Linked DNA regions of Mus musculus: regions 1, 2, 3 and 4 are each linked to region 5. A link is a contact called in public HiCAR-type and promoter capture Hi-C data. All regions are on one chromosome and are shown on one strand. Each heading gives the region's core, a stretch centred on a gene start, on an enhancer-like site or on the middle of the called end of the contact. The rest is flanking DNA. Distances are from core to core; before and after follow the strand shown.

What was found. Promoter capture Hi-C pulls out the DNA fragments that hold promoters and counts their contacts. HiCAR-type assays count read pairs that join an accessible place to other places.
Region 1: a HiCAR-type map of astrocytes shows a contact between it and region 5, with 5 times the contacts expected there. The contact joins the promoter of Arsa here to the promoter of Lrrk2 in region 5. A contact is called at or near these places in 1 of 484 Hi-C or Micro-C datasets (B cells) and 2 of 115 datasets of contacts at active chromatin or transcription factors (astrocytes and large pre-B cells).
Region 2: a promoter capture Hi-C map of pre-B cells shows a contact between it and region 5. The contact joins the promoter of Hdac10 here to the promoter of Lrrk2 in region 5.
Region 3: a contact with region 5 is called in a promoter capture Hi-C map of pre-B cells. The contact joins the promoter of Irak4 here to the promoter of Lrrk2 in region 5. A contact is called at or near these places in 3 of 39 promoter capture datasets (the 3T3-L1 cell line, the C10 cell line and pre-B cells) and 1 of 115 datasets of contacts at active chromatin or transcription factors (large pre-B cells).
Region 4: a contact with region 5 is called in a promoter capture Hi-C map of pre-B cells. The contact joins the promoter of Twf1 here to the promoter of Lrrk2 in region 5. A contact is called at or near these places in 1 of 39 promoter capture datasets (pre-B cells) and 1 of 115 datasets of contacts at active chromatin or transcription factors (bone marrow-derived dendritic cells).

What each region holds. Positions count from the first base shown.
Region 1 is chr15:89,476,137-89,479,749 of GRCm38.p6, reverse strand. It overlaps Arsa (arylsulfatase A), which reads left to right and starts at 2,326. Exons shown (of 9, transcript NM_009713.4): 1 at 2,326-2,600; 2 at 3,095-3,613. It overlaps C230037L18Rik (RIKEN cDNA C230037L18 gene), which reads right to left and starts at 3,498. Exons shown (of 5, transcript NR_077233.1): 1 at 3,465-3,498; 2 at 2,331-2,491; 3 at 2,103-2,208; 4 at 1,741-1,880.
Region 2 is chr15:89,127,229-89,130,663 of GRCm38.p6, reverse strand. It overlaps Hdac10 (histone deacetylase 10), which reads left to right and starts at 1,964. Exons shown (of 20, transcript NM_199198.2): 1 at 1,964-2,274; 2 at 2,345-2,479; 3 at 2,646-2,742; 4 at 2,973-3,070; 5 at 3,174-3,278. The coding sequence starts at 2,216. Gm46530 (a long non-coding RNA gene) reads right to left here and starts at 2,125. Exons shown (of 2, transcript XR_001781738.2): 1 at 1,471-2,125. Mapk12 (mitogen-activated protein kinase 12) reads left to right here. Exons shown (of 12, transcript NM_013871.3): 12 at 1-80.
Region 3 is chr15:94,542,224-94,545,880 of GRCm38.p6, reverse strand. Irak4 (interleukin-1 receptor-associated kinase 4) reads right to left here and starts at 2,221. Exons shown (of 12, transcript NM_029926.5): 1 at 2,055-2,221. It overlaps Pus7l (pseudouridylate synthase 7-like), which reads left to right and starts at 2,374. Exons shown (of 9, transcript NM_172437.3): 1 at 2,374-2,421.
Region 4 is chr15:94,588,514-94,591,876 of GRCm38.p6, reverse strand. Twf1 (twinfilin actin binding protein 1) reads left to right here and starts at 2,053. Exons shown (of 9, transcript NM_008971.4): 1 at 2,053-2,125. The coding sequence starts at 2,101.
Region 5 is chr15:91,671,830-91,675,568 of GRCm38.p6, reverse strand. It overlaps Lrrk2 (leucine-rich repeat kinase 2), which reads right to left and starts at 2,345. Exons shown (of 51, transcript NM_025730.3): 1 at 2,132-2,345; 2 at 1,864-1,949. The coding sequence starts at 2,288.

The sequences.
Region 1 (3,613 bases), core at 1,077-3,576, 2.2 Mb after region 5:
TGACCACTGAATGATCACTGTCTGATTCTGGACCAACTATTTCCAGTGTCTATCCTTTGAGACTTTGTTCAATACGACTTGTAAAATGGTAGAGTTATTCTGATGTTTAAGTCTTCTTTCCCCAGACTCACTTTAAGTGGCTCCTTCCCTATTCAGAAAGAAAGACCTGGTTATTGATCCGTTCCTGCTTCAGCTCACAGCCTCTGCATTTCTCGGGATCTTGAATTTGTAATGGCATGCAACAGTAGCTGTATCTCAACTCGCCCTCATTACAGCTACACTGATTCTCCGCGGTGGTCCGCGGCTGCCATTACTACCAGGTCTAATGTTCATCGAAGTTACTGTGGAGCCTGGCGGAGGGAACAGAATGCCTTTTTTAGTTCTTTTTAAGATTTATTTATTATTATACCTAAGTACACTGTAGCTGTCTTCAGACACACCAGAAGAGGGCGTCAGATCTCATTACGGGTGGTTTGTGAGCCACCATGTGGTTGCTGGGATTTGAACTCAGGACCTTCGGAAGAGTGCTCTTATCGGCTGAGCCACCTTGCCAGCCCTTTAGTTCTTTGAAAGCACTGGGAAAGAACTTTGTTGTAGAAGAACCAGCACTCCTAATAAAATGCTTACAATTATTTTCATTTTTCTTTTTTTAAAGACATTATTATTATTATTATTATTATTATTACTATTATAAGTAAGTACACTGTAACTGTCTTCAGACACATCAGAAAAGGGCATCAGATTTCATTATGGACAGTTGTGAGACACCACGTGGTTGCTGGGATTTGAACTCAGGACCTCTGGAAGAGCAGTCAGTGCTGTTAACCACTGAGCCATCTCTCTAGCCCTATTTTCATTTTCCTATAATGCTATAAACTACAATCATAGTAGGTCTTGCATGTGGAAACTCGTTATCTGCCCAGCAAGATGTCATTCACAGGTCAGCTGATGACCAGAGGTTATTGTTGTGTCATCTGACCGTAACTCTTCTTCCTCTGAGCATATGTGTGAAGGGGTGTCTCAGGGTTCCCCTTCCTTTAGAGATTATGACAAAGCCTGGCCCCTGATCATAACTCAACTGAAAACTTGCCTTCAGCAGACCCCCAAACCCCACATGGTCAACCAGGTAGGACTCCATCAGGTCTGTTTTTGCCTAAGATATTTGCTCTTCTGTTAGAACTACCCTGTTGGTCCTGATCAGCACTGTACATCTCAACGCCTATACATAACCATGATGAGAGGCAGTAGGGTAGGGAAGGTGGAGGCCTGATACGTCCTAGGTCCCCACATAAACTGATGCAAGAACAGCCACAGTACTCTACTCAGGCCACTGTTGCAACTCAATCACCCCATCTTACCCCCATGCAGAGGCCTCTCCTATCCCTTTGCAAGCAAGGTACAGAAATAAGAGACCTGCCTCCCAAGGCAAGGCTCCTTTCTCAACTGTGGGTGTTTGTCCAAAATTAGCAAGGCCCCAGGCATCATCTGAAGCCACTTCCTGAACCAACCCTAGCAGGCTACTTCCAATTGGGGCTCTGTGGGAAAAAAAAGGGGGGGTGGGGGTGGGAGAGAGTTCACATCTCTAAAGACAGGTTGGCCTTCAGTGCTCAGCTTTGAACAGAGCTGGCGGCAGGCAGATACCTCTTTCCAAGTTTTCCACAGCTCTAGGTCAGAGCTGAGCCCAAGCAACCTTCACGTGTACACACACCTGAGTCCCCCAAGAACCCAGGGGAAACGTACCTCGATTTGCATAACATCGCAACCCCACTCGGGCTCTCCAGAGAATAATGCGCAGGTCCTGGGGTAGTTCCCCAGCTAGCAACGGAAAGAAAGTGCTTCTGGTTGATTCCTTTCAAATTACAATTCACAGTGGCCACCAGCTGGGAGAGATCCAAATACAGTTTCAAAGATTTCTGGGCCACAGAAGAGCTTTCTGTCCTGACTCTAAATAGAAGGACTACCGGCAACCCCCACCCGTGCACAAGTCCAGAAACCGTGCTGGAATGTGACACTAAGAGAGCCACTAACTGAAGATTGCTCCCCCCCCCCCGCCCCCAGCCACCCCCCACTTCACATGAGGTGTGCAGTAGCCTCAGTCAGACCCAGCTCCTTCCTGTGCCATCTCTGGGGTCTCTGCAGTTTCGAACTTTCCTCCTGCAGTTTCTTGCAGATTTCATCGGGAGAATTCCAGATGCCCAGAGAGCCAGGCTTCAGTGAAAAAAAAAAAAATCAATAAATCAATGACCAGTTTACTCGTCATTCTGAACCACCCTCATTCTGCTTGCCAGAGGGCACCTTCAACTCAGTGTCACGTGTTGTCTGCTCCTGACCTGAGCCTGTGTTAGACCACTGGGTGATCCTGAGTCTGATCCGCTACTGTAGTCGGGAGGCCCTTCCAGAACCCTGTTTATCTCCCCCCTGGCTCCAGCGTCTTCCTTCCTGGGTGCGCAGGTCGTGACCATCTTGACGCCAGAGGTCTTAGAGTGCCACTCTGTCTTGGAGAGGAATCAAAGCCAAGAATCTGGACAAATGACTTCCCTAGGAACAGCCACCTGCAAGGAAATACCCTGGAAGAGACTTGCTCCGGAAAAGTGACTCAGGTCAGGGGCTTTTGGGGGCGGGGAGATCTGGGAAGTCCAGTTACCACAGGGACCTTTAGATGTTAAAGTACACTAAGAACCCACCCTTCCACCCTCTGAGGGATATATCTGTTAGTCTCCCTTAACAGTTAAAACTGATAAGAAAAAAAGGTTATATTCAATAATGTATAAATGAAGAGTTAGAAACAAGTCATGTTGTCTTCCCATTAGTTCAATACTAATGTGCCCTAAGCTATACCACACAGGAACCCAGCAACCCTTCTCAAACACCAGACTCACAGACACACATCCCAGCTCTAACACCACAGATACACACACACACACACACACACACACACACACACACACACTCAACCTTAAACACCAGTTACGCGTGTAGAAGGGAAAGGATTTTTTTAAATAATTTGATACATTGTGTTTCACAAAATTCACCAAAGGTGGTTGTGAGCAAAAAGCCAGCAGCCAATCAGATTTGTCTTCCTGGTTTGTTGCAGTCAGACTCCATGGTTTTTGCCTCTTTGCTCAGTCAGAAGGGGGATGCTGATGTTTTTTCAACAAGGATCCCTCAAGTATCTCATCAGAGGAAATGAGACAAACAGCCCACCATTCGCCAGAGGAACTCCAGACACGCATTTAAGAGCGACACAGCAGGAGAGCCAGATAGCTGTAGTGCTGCACTGCTAGGCAGTCCTGAGCCTAGCGCGCAGGAGCAAAGAACGTAAGGTTACCAAGCCCAGCACGGGACACCCCAACCGGCGCAGATAAGGATCGGGAGCACGCGAGCAATCTCCAGCCTCACCCTATCCCGCCCCGGTCCCAGGTCCGCAGCAGCCCCACCCGGAAGGTTCCCATAGGCACACAAACCCGCTTGGCTCGGCTCCCCAGCTCCGCCTCGCCCGGTCCCAGCTCCACCTAGCCCCGACTCTGTACCGCCCAGTCCCAGAGCCCGCCCCTTCTGGGTCAGCCAATTGTCACGTGACCGCGGGCGTATCCGAGACTGCCTGAGATCGACG
Region 2 (3,435 bases), core at 715-3,214, 2.5 Mb after region 5:
CCCTTAGCCTGGAATTCGAACCAGCCATTTGGTGTTGCCTAAGTGGCTGGGGGCAAATAAACCCTTTTGTAGATCTCCCATTCTGGTTGTGTGGCCCCATGCCTTGAGCACCCATCAGTTCTCCAAGCTGCTCTGTGCACAAAAAGGAGCTAACCTGAGCTCTATGTCCTCCAGCTAATAGAGGTGCCAGTCCCCTGACTCTTCCCAGGCCACAGTGCTGGTGCCACTTAGTCCTTGCCAATGCTTCAAGCCACATTAGGGCTTGGCCCCTCCCTTCTTGAATGACTGTACTCTTAAGGCTCAGAGTCTGAGCAGGAGGTCTGGAGACTGATGCAAGGGAGGATGGTGGGGAAGATGATGTTAAGACCCAGATAGAGGGATGCCTCCTTCTTTCTGAGTTTGCAGCATTTGTCTTCCAATGGTCCAGACTTCTAGTGAGGAAGGTCTTAGCTCTCTACCAGCATTTCCCTGGCAGCCTCCCTGAACCCATACTGTCATCTGCAAGCCATTAGACACGAGACCACACTTGGGCTGGTTAGATGGTCCATGTTCTTCCTCATGTCCCAAGGACAGGTGCGACAGGGCAGGACATAAGGGTGAGGTCTTTCATTCCCTTCATTTGACAAGTTCTGGGCAAATACACTTTGCCCAGTCTAATCTTGTCAGAGGAGATGCCATGACCATGGCTCCACTGCCTGAATCCCCTTGTGATAACCATGGTCCAAGGCTTCAAATACTTCACCCAGTTACAGAGGTGTGGCTCAGTTCATGCCCTACCCCACAATATACATAAACCAGGGTAGTTAATTGGCTTTTAGAAGATGGAGAAGCTTTGGGCTCCTCCAAAATCCTTGCCTGAACTCCCAACTCCTGAGTATGGCAGAGGGCACCTACTTCTAACCACTCCAGGGCTCTTTGGTTTCCCCTGTACATGATAGTTGTATGTGTTCCTATCACAGACGTCAGCGGCAGCCTTGCCCCCTTCCCCTCATCATCCTGGGGGTGTGTCTTGTCCCTTCCCCCCATCTTGAGGCATCTGTAATGCCAACACTCATTTCGGAACTGGAGACAAGGCTGGACTATGGAAATGTGTGTGTGTATATATATATATATGTATATACATATATATGTATATATACATGTATGTATATATGTGTATGTATATATGTGTGTATATATCTGTGTGTGTTTATTTGTGTGTGTGTATATATATATACATATATACATACAAACATACATATATATATATATATATATATATATATATATATATATATATATATGTATAGTCTTAGCTGGTATTTGAGCTCATGTCTCCTTTGTTCCTCCTTTCCTAAGGCCCCCTTCCCTGCTTCCTCACCCTTCCTTGCTCAGAACCCTCTACCCTTCCTAGCCTCACACTGTGCTGCAGTTTTCCTGGCTGGCCTGGCGTCTTATATAACTCTTCTATTCCAGTGGCCTCTTTCTTACCTGTGGCCTTTCTGTCAGTCCCTTCTGGAAGTTCAGTGCTTTGATCCAGCCCAGGCCAGCCCCCGCAGGCACTCACATACACACCCTGCTCACTTCTCTCCTCTCCATCTTTCACCTGCGGGAGCAGGCAAATTGGTTGTGATTGACAGTTGGCATTTCTGACTCTGTGGCCTAAACTACCAGGTTAGGCTAGGAGGATGCTGGGGGCAAGAAGGAAGCATAGCTGCGGCTGTAGCTATGGATGGCCTGAGGACAGGCAGCCCTGTCTTCCTATCCATTTCAAGAAGGACACTGGAGGCGGTACTGGTCGTAGGCTCCGCGCCACACGTAGTTGTCGGTGGCACTGAAGTTGCAGCCTAAGAGAAAGAGACAATGAGAGAAAGAGAGGCAGAGAGAGAAAGACACACAGAGCGCGCGCAATCCCAGGGGAGCTCAGCCTTTTGGTCTACTCCACCCTAATCTCGCCTAGGGGCGGGCCGGAGTCTGTAAAAGAGGAAGCCGGAAGTTAGGCGTTTGGCGTCACGCTTAGTTCAGTTTCCAGCGGTTCTCTTCTGACAATCGGGCGGGCTTGAGCCCGGACCTGGGCCTGGGGTGGTTTCCTCTTGCCCAGGTCCAGCGTGCACAACCCAGTTCGTCCCGAGTGAGGATTGTTTACGTGCATAGTTAGGTGAGACCGGGCAGTGCAATTACCTGCCGGCAGAGGGCGTGTTGCGTTAGAGCGGATCAAAGTGACCACGGTGTAGCTATGGGCACAGCACTTGTGTACCACGAGGACATGACAGCCACTCGACTGCTCTGGGATGAGTAAGTGTGTCTTGACAGAAGTAGGGGGCCGGGAGGGAACCCTGAACACTGAGATCCTTGTCTGCTCCAGCCCCGAGTGCGAAATTGAGTGCCCAGAGCGCCTGACAGCTGCCCTGGATGGCCTGCGGCAGCGTGGCCTGGAAGAAAGGTGCCTGTGTTTGTCAGCTTGTGAGGCATCAGAGGAAGAGTTGGGCTTGGTGCACAGGTCAGACTATGACAGATCTGGGGACCCGAACCTTTTATAGCTCCGCTAGCATTCCCTTGGGTTCACCGTGGTGTGGGCTAAAAGGGATTACTGGGTGGGCACTCCCACCAGGAATCTCTGCTCCTTTCCTTCCTGTCCTGCTGGTGGCCCGCCTGCTGATCTGCAGCCCGGAATATATAGCCCTGGTGCAGAAGACCCAGACCCTGGATAAAGAGGAGCTCCACGCACTGTCTAAGCAGTACAATGCTGTCTACTTTCACCCGGTGCGAGCCAGCATACACGCCCATTCACCCAGATTTATGTCCATATGCCTGCCTAGGTGCATTCACACCCAAGTCTGCTCACCTGCCAGTGTCTCCTTGTTTATGCTTTATGACCGTACCCTACCATGTTTTGCTTGCCAATGCCCCAGCCCTGTCTGCTCAGCAGTGGGAAACCTGCAACCTGGGACAAGCAGGTCAGGTCCCAGGCTCAATTGCACTCTGGCTCACAGGACACCTTTCACTGTGCCCGGCTGGCAGCGGGGGCTGCACTGCAGCTGGTCGATGCTGTGCTAACAGGAGCTGTGCACAATGGGCTTGCCCTGGTGAGGTGAGAACCACCTTCCTCCCCTAGCTGTCTGTGTGTGACCCTGTGAGGGGACAGAATGACTCTGACATGCCCGGTGTTTCCTTTTTTTTTTTTTACACCCTAGGCCTCCAGGGCACCACAGTCAGAGGGCAGCTGCCAATGGATTCTGTGTGTTCAACAATGTGGCTCTAGCAGCCAAACATGCCAAGCAGAAATATGGGCTGCAGAGGTGTGTCCAAGCTTGACCTGCAAGTGTGGGGGACCCAAACTAAATAGGAAGAGGTGGAGTTGGTGGTTAAGAGGTCCCACCCAGCTCCCTCCACTCCTGGCTGAGCTCCTAGCCTAAAGGTGGAAAGGCAGCCACTTCCAGTAATCCCCAGTACTGT
Region 3 (3,657 bases), core at 972-3,471, 2.9 Mb before region 5:
TCTTTCTCTCTACCCCTCTCTCCATAGCATGAGGTGAGCAGATTGGTCCCACTGTGTGCTCCCTGCCTCCTAATGCTCCCCTCAAGGCTGTACAGTTATCACCTCCTGACTTATGCTCTGGATCTCTTCTATCTGCTATGCTTTATTGTGGCTCCTGGGATAGATCATCCTTTGAGGCACCCTAAGGTCCCTTCTACATCGCTCATTTTGTCACCTTGAAGCAGTTGAATCAGTGAAACCCTAAGCACTGGAGAGCAGCCTAGATGACTTCGGGGGAAGACCATTGGGCCATCCATCAGCTTGGATGACCTCTGACCTCTGGGGGAGACCAATGGATCATCAGCTGGATGACCTCTGACCTCTTGGGGAGACCAATGGGCCATCCAGCCCAACCCTCTTTACCTTTCTAGACCTTGTTTCCAGGACTCAGAACTAAAGCAGCTGGGCTGACGCCATCTCTGTGTCCGTTAACCTCTCTGTCCCATCAGAGCTCAGAAAAACTTACACGTCAAAGCCGCTTAACACCTTTCGGGACCAGCTCAATTCCTTGGCTGCTACAGTGCTCTGAAAGACTAGACCTGACTGCTAGGGGTGACCTTTGTGCCCTCTCCTCTGTGAACAATGCTTGTGGATTGAGATGGGGCCCAAAGACACAGGGAACAGACCAAAAAAAAAAAAATGCAAAGTAAAACAAACAACAACAATAACAACAAAGTACAAAAAACAAAACAAAAAAAAAAAACAAAAAAACCCCACAAAAACAAAAAGCCCAGCAAGCTTCCTCCTATATAAGAATTTTTGGTTTCTTCCCACTCTGGCCCCTCCCCCTGGTCACTTCTTCCTTATACTTTTACGCAGTCTGAACTTCCCCCATACCCAAACAACCATGTTCTACACTAGCTGTCCCAATGCCTCTCACCCTACAGCAGCCCCGTTTGTTCCTGATGCATCTGCCAAAAGACCTTTGAGATGCCGAGAGATGTCCACAATTTCTAAACACTGACATACTTCAGTGGCCACTAAAACGCTTTGGGTATACTAAAATGTATAATGTCATCCATTCACCAAGACATGTCCTATCTGTGACAGATATTAATCCAGGTGCCTGAAAAATAAAACGTTAGGAAGAATAGGGAGAAAAGGGAGGCAAGAACACAGGGGAGTTTTATTCTAATGATGGAAGAAGGTAGCAAGCTGAGAATGCATTTGGCAGTCTGTTAAACGCTGCCTGCGGTGGTTTGAACAGGAGGGGATTCCATCGTCCCTCATTTGAGTACTTGGTTCCCAGTTGGTGACTTGTCTCAGTTAGGGTTTCCATTGCTGTGAAGAGACACCATGACCAAGGCAATTCTTATAAAGGACAGCATTCAATTGGGGCTGGCTTACAGGCTCAGCGGTTCAGTCCGTTGTTGTCTGCAGTGCAGTCAACAGAAGTCTGTGCTACTGTAGAGTGCGAATTCATCTCCTAAGTTGTTTTGTTTGTTTGTTTTTTGTTTGTTTCTGTTTGAACAGGGAACACAACAAAGACAAGACTGGGAGGCCCAAGTTTGGCCGGAGTGATCAGATCAGTCTTGAAACATGTAGGAAGCAAAAATGTTTAGCATGAAAATAGGAGAATTAAAAAAAAAAACCCTGAGCTCTTTGGCATACATCTTGAAGAATTACTCCCAGAAACGGAAAAATCGATTTTTTTTTTTTTTTAAATTTCCTGCTTTGGGGCCACTGTGTCCATTCCGAAAGCTAATGGTGCTTTCTTGCTCTCTTGGGAATGCTTTTCCTGCCCCTCTCTTGCTTCCAATCTGTCTTGCGCTTACCTCTCCCTCTACCTGTTGGACTGTCTGACTACAGCTAGCTTCCTATGCTCCCCATAGCGAGCAAGCGAGACACTCCGGCGGCAGAGCAGCGCACAGAGGCTGCGGGGCTCCCCAAGCCTCCTCTGCCCGAGTGCGCCCATTTCCTGGTTCTGGAGCGAAGCGACTGATCACCAACCCGGCCCGGGACAGAGGACAGCGGAGAGATCGTGGCTTGAGATCAGCCTTCCTCATACAACCTACTTCCTCTCGGACGTCCCTCGCTTCCTGGACAAGGCGATCGGCGTCCCGCCACGGTCCGGCGAGGACTCGGGGGTGGAGGACGCAGGACCACCAGGCGACTTCAGACTGCCTGCGATCGGGATGCTGCGGGTCACCGGGGCATCATATCCCCCTGTGGGACAGGGAGGGCAGGTCAGCTAAGGGTGAGAGTATAGGGGCGGAGCCAATCCGGAAGGCCACGCCTTTCCCTCCCCGAGCTCCACCCAGGGAAGAGCTACACCAACCGGAGCCTGTCCCTTTAAATGTCCCTGTAAGAGGCTAGGCGGCGGAAAGGCTTCTGGGCATGCGCACTGTGTCACTCGGCGGACCACTTTCTCACGGAAGCGAGGTAGAGCTCACAGAGTCTATTAGGATGCCGGGTCACCGGTGGATCCAAGACTGCTGGACCGGGGAGGGAGGCGTGGTGGCGGCGCCCAGGGAGCGGGGTGGGGTTGGGGTGGGAGTCCCTCTGCAGCCTCGGCTCGCCCCGCGGAGCGGAGGAGGAGCTCTTGCCACCCTCGCCCCCACGTGCCCTGTCTGCCCGCCTCTTGACTAGCTGCTTGACTGCCATGCCTTCGTGCTGCACTGTCCCCACGTGTAGCCTGGAAAGCCGTCCTATGGTCTTTCTTTTCCAACAATCCCTAGGGTTCCGAGGACCCCTGTGGACTTGGTCAGAGCTGACTGCTGATTTCCATCTGCCATTAGAAACAACTCCACGGGGGCAGATGCCAACCTTTGACAGGGTGTTCACTATCTTTCCTTGTCAGCATTACTTCAGCTGTATTCTCCCTATCCCCTCTGCTCTGTGTCAGGGCTTCCCCCTTCCCCCCCCCCCCCCCAGTGCCCGTCTTGATTGTACTTGCACGTGGTATTTCTACCCCGCTTCTGTCTCTTGAACTATTTCCAAAGTCAAGTAGCAGTTTATTATATACCATTCCTGATTATCATAGACAAAAGTTAACACTTCTTTCTTTCTTGTCACCATTAACGCTCTTACTGTGTTCTACTTGTATCTGTTCAACTAGTATCTACTGCAGACCTACTATGTCCTTGGTGCTGTTCTGAATATGGGCTAGTCAGAATTCTGGCTCATGTGGAACTGACACTTTAAGTTGAAGAAGATGGACAGTAAATAATGAACACATTAGCTAGTCATGCTATACAGGAAATTAAATCAGTTTTTTTCTTTGTGTGTGTGTGAAAGAAAAGAAAACAGGTTCCTAAAGCTTATAGATGAATCCTATAGATTAGATTATTGGTGGGTGAAAATGTCTGAGGATGTAGATGATCAATTACTTGTAAAGTCTGGGAAATACAAGAGCTAGGCAGTGAAGCTGCTCTCTCAGGGCTCCGTGTGTCGTGGAGAGAGTAGATTGTGTGAGGACTGTGATTCATTCCCTATAGAATTGGCCTTGGGCCGCTGCTCCAAGAAAACACCATGAGACTTTCTTTTCTTCTATGCCAGTGACTTGGTAGAAATTCCCTTTCATTAGCTTGAGATGTTTGTATCTTTCCTGTAGAGAATTTAGAACAAGATGAGGGACCAGGACTGACTTATCCGACCTTGAAGTGTACAGAGAAGTTC
Region 4 (3,363 bases), core at 804-3,303, 2.9 Mb before region 5:
TCTCAGTAACACAACAACAACATATAAAGAGGAGGCGATATCAGGACTCTGTTGAGGTCTCCGACCCTTGTAAATTTTACATAAACGACCGAGTCTGCAGAAAGAAAAGGCAAGGACTTGCTGGGGGATGACATGCAGGAACCAAACCTAATTGGGCTTTCTTCTTCTCAGGCTAAACACACAATGGTCCTTTCTAAGCATGGATATAGGAAAAAAAAATTTTTAAGTGTCATCAGTATTTTTTTTTAAGTAGTGTCAGCTTCTGTAATCAACAGGACATGAATCAGCTAAAAACCCTGCAAGCAAACCCTACAATTTTCCCCTTGTGCAACAACAGTTCAGTTAAAACTGGTAAATCAGGCTGGACCATTACGCCGCTGGGAAGACCGTGTTGGAATGGAACACCTCCCAAGGAAGTCCCCAAACCCAGATTTTATGGGGCTAATCCATGGTGTGAAGATCTGTTAAAGGAACCGAGTTGAGATCACAAGCACCAGCACACAGCATTTTTTTTTCCCTTATGGTCTCCACAAAGAAAAGCAGTTGCAGGCCTATTTAGTGGCTTATTTAAAATGCTTTATACTCGAAGAGGGACTCCATACCTTGTCATTATGTCATTTGCCTGAATCGAGTTTGAATATAAAAAAATAAATATATTTATTAGTCCAAGGCTTTAAAATCTAGAGCTAGAGTTCTACTTAGAAAACATACATAAAAATAAACAATAGAATAAACTTTCACAGGGGAATGCATGCCGATAAAAGTGTACAGTGAGAAAGAACGGTAACTCCTGTCTGCTGTTTCCATACAAATGTATTGCATCCAGGTAACTACGAACACACATTTGACTTGAAGCAATCAAAGGCTAACCTAAAGCAAAGCTCTGTTAATGGTTTCCAAGGGTAGAGCTGACCACAGAGAGATATTCAGGTCAGCTCAATGGCTCAGTGGTTTCACACTCAGTTCTTTGGGGGAACCAGAGAAAGGACAATGAGGTCTCTTAAAGTGCTATGAGCTGAAATTTCCAGAAAAAAAAAAAAGCCACCCCAAACCTGTTCAAGACTCAAAAAGGTTGCCTAGCTGATTAGAAGTGCCTGATTGTGTAGGACTGTGGTGTAGGTCCTAAGCTGAATTATCTTGGGCCATCCCAGTTACTAGCCACTTCTGAGTCCATCCTTGGAAATGTACAGACCACTTAGCTTCTCCCATTGAAAGGTTAAAGATGCCCTCTTCAGATAATATCTGAACCAGTAGCAGAAATTTCGCCACTTTGGGTATAGCCCCATGTCCCCACCAAATATATTTTAAAGATGATTTGTGATTTTCTTTTGTTCTGGTACTAAAAAAAAAATTCATAAGTCTGTTACCAAGTTGAAACATGATATTTGGGATGGGGTGTCACCTGAATTAGTGCCTCCTCCCCGCCTGATAGGGCACATATTTGATTTCAGAATAGACTTTTTTTTCTCTTTTTTGAGGTGAGAACAGTGGTTTTGTGTGATAGTGACCAATTGAAAAGTGAACAGCTTGAGATTCAAATCACGGGGAAAATAATGGAGAACTCTACAGTCTCTTATTTTAAAGTGGGCCAGGAGTGGTCTTGAGCCCCATCTTGCTTTGCAAATGTTTAACTGTTTTATCTTTCGCCTTAAAATGGTCTTTTCTTTACAGCAAAGGATATGTCTTTCATGTAGAAAGCGTTTGTTTCGGAAAATGGCCATTTTTCCCTCTAAAGCATTTTGATGAGGTGTGTCGCTGCGGCGTGTGATAGACACACAGCCCACTGCCAGAAGGTGCATCCTGGACAGAAACAGCAGCGGGGGGGGGGGGGGGGGGGGCAAGGGGGGGTGATTGCCGGGAAAGGGCATGGCCAATGGCTTAAGGGGCGGGGCTTGTGACGACAATGAAAGTAGCCAGTGAAAGAACAGGGGGCGGGATCCTAGGCGGGGTCTATGTCGCGCTGGAGAGCGGGGCTGGTGCTGGGGGCGGGGCTGAGAGTCGCGGGCCGATGACGCACAGGCGGAGCCGCTACTTCCTGGATCCGCCGGCCGGGGCCGCTACCGCACCCTGCGCCGGAGCCGGGAGCCTGGGGCCGCCGCCATGTCCCACCAGACAGGCATCCAAGGTAACGGCGCCACGGGGCAGGGGCTCCCGGGAGGCTGCGGGCCGGAACGCTGGAGGCGCGCACGGCATTGGAGCTGCTCTGGGTGCGACGGCCCCGACTGTGTCCCTCGCGGCCCTCCCCGGCGGCCGCCACGTAACAGGCCGGTGGTGGCTGCCAGAGAACCGAGGATGTGAGGATGTCCCGGGCGACCCCGCTGCATCCCGGCCCCCGTGCCGAGAGCAGGAAGACCGAAGCTGGCTGGGCTCCTGCCGCCGGCCAGCCGAGCGACTTTTTCCTCGGGACCCGCCAAAGGAGATTGCTCCAGCACTCAGATCGTTTGAAAACCAAACAGCTCCCACCGCTGTAGGCTGCCTCCCGAACTCCCCGGATTTTTCTCTCAGAACGCGGGTGTGCCTTCCTTCCGGAGAAATCCCGAGTAGGGAGTGTTTTTCCATCTTTGGATGCTTGCACCCCAGGCAGCTGCAAAGTCTGATCTGTGTAGCTGCACCTCATGAACCCCGTGGAGACAGTCGAATGTGCAGTTTACTTGTGTATCTTACTCGCCGTTTATTATTTCCTGGTTGGAAAATAGGCAACTTGGACGTACTCAACCTCCTACGGAATCAAATAATATATCCCGGGGTTATTTAACGAGTTCTAATATAAACTAGAGCACTTCCCGTAATAGTTAACCGAGCCTTTCCCCCGGGTGACCACTTAATAACTTGTTTTGTGTTTTAAGGGTTTTTGACACTACCACTTAATTCTGTGCACATGCAGGCAAAAATAGTCTCCGATCTAACAACACTTAATCTCCCCCGTGTTACTTATGACATTTAAATATATCAAAATTATTGTTTAATGTTTGAGCCTTTTATATAACAAGACATAAATATTAGTCTTGCTTGGCAATCAACAACACAAGACCGAATTTGAAGCAATGATGACTACACAAGGGATAGGTTATTAAATGTTTATTTCCTGGGTGGCTTCTATAACTTTTTACAAAGAGATGCAAGAAAAATGTAAGATCTAGTGTATTTTACAGGTTTTTTCTTTAATCAGTATATGAGATTTGATCCTGTTGTTCTTGATGGACAGATACAGGACATGATTTGATGAAGGAGCACACATCACAAACTTAAAATTGGACTATTAGAAGCAACTTGTTAACATTTTCAAACATGGAGCAATTTGTCTGTTACTGGGTTTGACTGAAAGCATTCACCCTAGTGTTACTTCTGCTACTGAGTTCTGTG
Region 5 (3,739 bases), core at 1,096-3,595:
TTTGCAGCTGCCCACTCCACAAGCTGGTAACAATATCTTAACCACTGCAGTTACTTGGGCATTTTCTAAAATCAAGAACTAGAATGTCTTGGTTGACTGGGTAGCTTACTGGTAGAGAGCTTGTCCGGTAGATGCAAATCCCTGTGTTTAATTCCCAGCACCAAAAATGCAGTGGAGGAGGAGGAGGGTGGAAAGAAGGAGGAGAAAATGGAGGAGGAGGAGAAGGAGAAGGAGGAAGAGAGAATGAAGAAGAAAAAGGGAGTGGAGTAGAAATGGATAAGGGGAATGAAAGAGGAAAGTTAGGGGGGAGACAGGGAAGAGAAAATTACAGTGTTTGGGGATATAGATCAGTAATCAAAGTAATTCCATTAGCAGATTTAAAGTCACAGATCTTGTCAGCACAGAGAAAGAAGGAGGAGAGACAGAGACAGAGCAAAGACAGACAGACACAAAAGGAAGAGATGAAAGGAGAAAGAGGTAAGCAATGGCTATATTCCAGATTCCCCTGGGCTCTCAGGTCTACCACTCCCTTCTGTGTTCAGTTGATTGAAAATCAGGGTCCAGTTTTTCCCAGTGGTACCAAGCAGGCGTGAGACTACCAAGTCTAGGTCTTGGCAGTGTAGGCAGCCAGAATTAGACACTTTTGAATATAAAGCAAGAAGGGTGATGTAGGTGGAGAACAGAAAGCACCTTCAAAATGATTCATATTCCGTGGGTAAAATTCAGACTCTTGGTGCTAAAAAGTACAGTATCTTTATCATACCTCCATCTTCCTCTTGATTTTTGTCTGATAACAACCTGAAAATGACTAGTCAGATAGGAAAGTTTCACAATTGGAAAAATAAAAATATTTACTGCAGATAAAAGTATGCTTTTCTAAAAGAAAATTAGAGCCAGGTATGGTGACATATACCTATAATTATAGCACTGGGGAGCCAGAGGCAGGAAAATGGCAAGTTCTAAGTAGTCTGGGTTATACTGTGAGAACTTGACAGGGTGGGAACAGAGGGAGAAAGAGGAGGAGGCAGGAGAGGAGGAGGAGGAGGAGGAGGAGAGAGAGAGAGAGAGAGAGAGAGAGAGAGAGAGAGAGAGAGAGAGAGAGAACTTGGAGACTAAGAAAAGTTTAGTCTCTAGAATGACTATGAAGGAGTATTCTATTCTTCCCGTGCCTCCAGAGTTCCCCGACAAATAACTCTCAGTATTTGGATGACAAAACTGATTTCAGTTCCCCAGATCGCAAACCTCTAAAGGAAGTTAGCACCTTCAGAAGTAATTCTGTCCTGACTGAAAGCCATTCTTACTTATCCGAGTCTGCTTTAAAATCACAGTTAATTACATAGCCTACTTCTGGACTTCCTGTGACACAGATCCAGACAGAAGTTCTACTTTTGTATCCACTTTGTATGATAACAGCCGCAAAGTAGAAATGTAAACACGGCAGGCGAGGGGGCATTCGGGAAACATCACTTTCTTTAGATACTGGGTGATATACACTGCAGGAAGAATCCTTGAAATGTGTCTTCTAATTTAAAAGTATAAAAGCAAACTGACCCTAGACTTGACTGTTTTATTACTGTTTTTTTAATTACCCTCCCTTGCTGGAAATATTCACTGCACTGCTCTACCAGAAACTCGCTGTATATTAAGGAGCATTCTTAGAATAGTTTGAAAGGTTAACGGACTCACCTTGCCAATAAGAGCCCTGTTTTCATTTTGCTGCTACCACCACCCAGATAATGTCAAAGGTGCTTCTCCTCTGCCAACATTTGACAAGATTTCCCCTCTTAAAGCAAATCTCAAGACCCCGGGACATAAGGCCTATCACAGAACAGTCTTCAGGAACAGATGGGAAGGCCCGCTTACCTGCTGTACACTGGCAACTCTCATGTAGGAGTCCAGGACAATCAACAGAGGCACGTGGAAATTTTTATCTTCAAATAACTTGGAGGCTGGAAAAGAAGGGGGCAAATGGGGGATGAAAACAAAGTCACAAACCACGGCATCCTGGCATCCTTTCAATCTTCCAGGGATCTCAGCTCCTTCCTCCCTGAAGGAAAGGAGTGGGGTGCCCAAGATTAAGACTCAAGTGCAGGATAAAGTTTGCAGAGGAGGGAGGGGCTGCAGGCATTACCGCGGTCCGAGTAGGTGAACACCAGCATGTCCTCCAGGAGCTGAAGCAACGTCTCGATCTGCTTGCCTTCCTGGACATTATTCAGCCTGACTATCAACTTCTTCAGAGCCTCCTCCTCCTCTTCCTCTTCGCAGCCCTGACAGGCGCCACTGGCCATGGTGCAGCCGGCGGGGACTGCGGCGAGCTGGGACGGCTCCTGCTCTCAGAGCTGCTCGGCCGCCTCCGCTGCAGGCCCAGCCCTCGGTCCCCAGCCGCGCCCAGACGGTGACGGCGACCGCCCCTGCCCAGTCTCAGCCCGGCCTGCCCAGCCGCATCGCGCCGCTGGGAACTCCGCCGGGGAAAAGCGAAAGCCGCCACCCCGCCACTAAGAATAGCAAAGGGGCGTTGGGAAAGGAGGACACCGCCCAGTTGGCCCCTTTCAGGAAAGCGGTTTCTTTTAAGAGTTCCCCCTATAGGGAGAGGAGTAATTTGCTCCCCAAAGAATGCAGCGTTTAACAATCAAAATCGGCCAGCTACATGGGCTTTAGGAGTTGTTTGCTTGTTGGTTATCCTGAGCTCTGGTTGTGGTTGCCAAAAGGCCTCTCTCTGTTTTGAGTTTGCAGGCAGGATCTGGGAGCTCTGATTCAGCTCTCAAGGATGGAACTCACAGCAGAGTCAGTGAAGCTAAGGTTGGAAGAAACAGTCTTTAAACGGCATTCTTGGTCTGAACTAGTTATTAGTACTGCTGCCCGGGCCTCTAAAGTTAAAAGGGGTATTCTGAAAGCCGGGGCAACTGCTAATTCCAGCACCTGGGAGGTGAAGACAAGAACCAAAGAAATCGGAGGCCATCCTTGCTTCATACAAGTTCAAGGCCAGCCTGGGCTATAAGAGCCTACCTAGAAAGAAGGAATGGGGGGAGGGGAGAAAGGGAAGGGAAAAGGAGAGGGAGGAAGAAGTAGAGGAAGAAGAGAGAGGGAGAGAGCAGGGGGAGAGGGGGAGGGGGAAGGAGAAGAGGTAAATGAAGAGTTGAAGCAGGAGAAGAAAGGGGAGGGGGCGGGGGAGAAGGGGACAGATCTGCAAGGCACAGTGCTAAAGCATCCCTGTGAAGAAGATGTTGCATCCCAAGAAGAAAGCAAAAGAAAATGCTCACGTAGTAAGGTTTTTCAAGAAGAGAAGTCTCTGGTACAGTGCTGTAGTCAAGGCTTGGATGTTCTATGGTCTCAGATGACCCAACCTCAAGGTTATTTACCCCGAAGGAGAATTAGAGCAGTTAATTTATTTCCTGGCTTCTAGTTCGTTAACATTCTGATAACAATTCACAAACGGATGAGGAGTTCTTTCCTGTCTGAGGAAATGTCTTTGGGATGGGTAAGAGGTGGAGGGGTTTGAGAGGCGGGTTGAGAGCCAAGACACAACTGAAGGTCAGGCTGAAAGTTTGTCCACACTCTGCACTTTCAGCAGAACAAGAAAGCAAGTTTCCATCAGCTTGGGTACTCACTGAGTGCTTCTTGTTGCCAAGGGTTTTCACCTTTGCGTGGTAGTAAAGTGCTAATATTTGCAAGGCTAGAATAGTTAGGATTTGCTTCCAAGTAACCCACGATTGAAGGGTGGGGTCAAAACGGGAAGAAT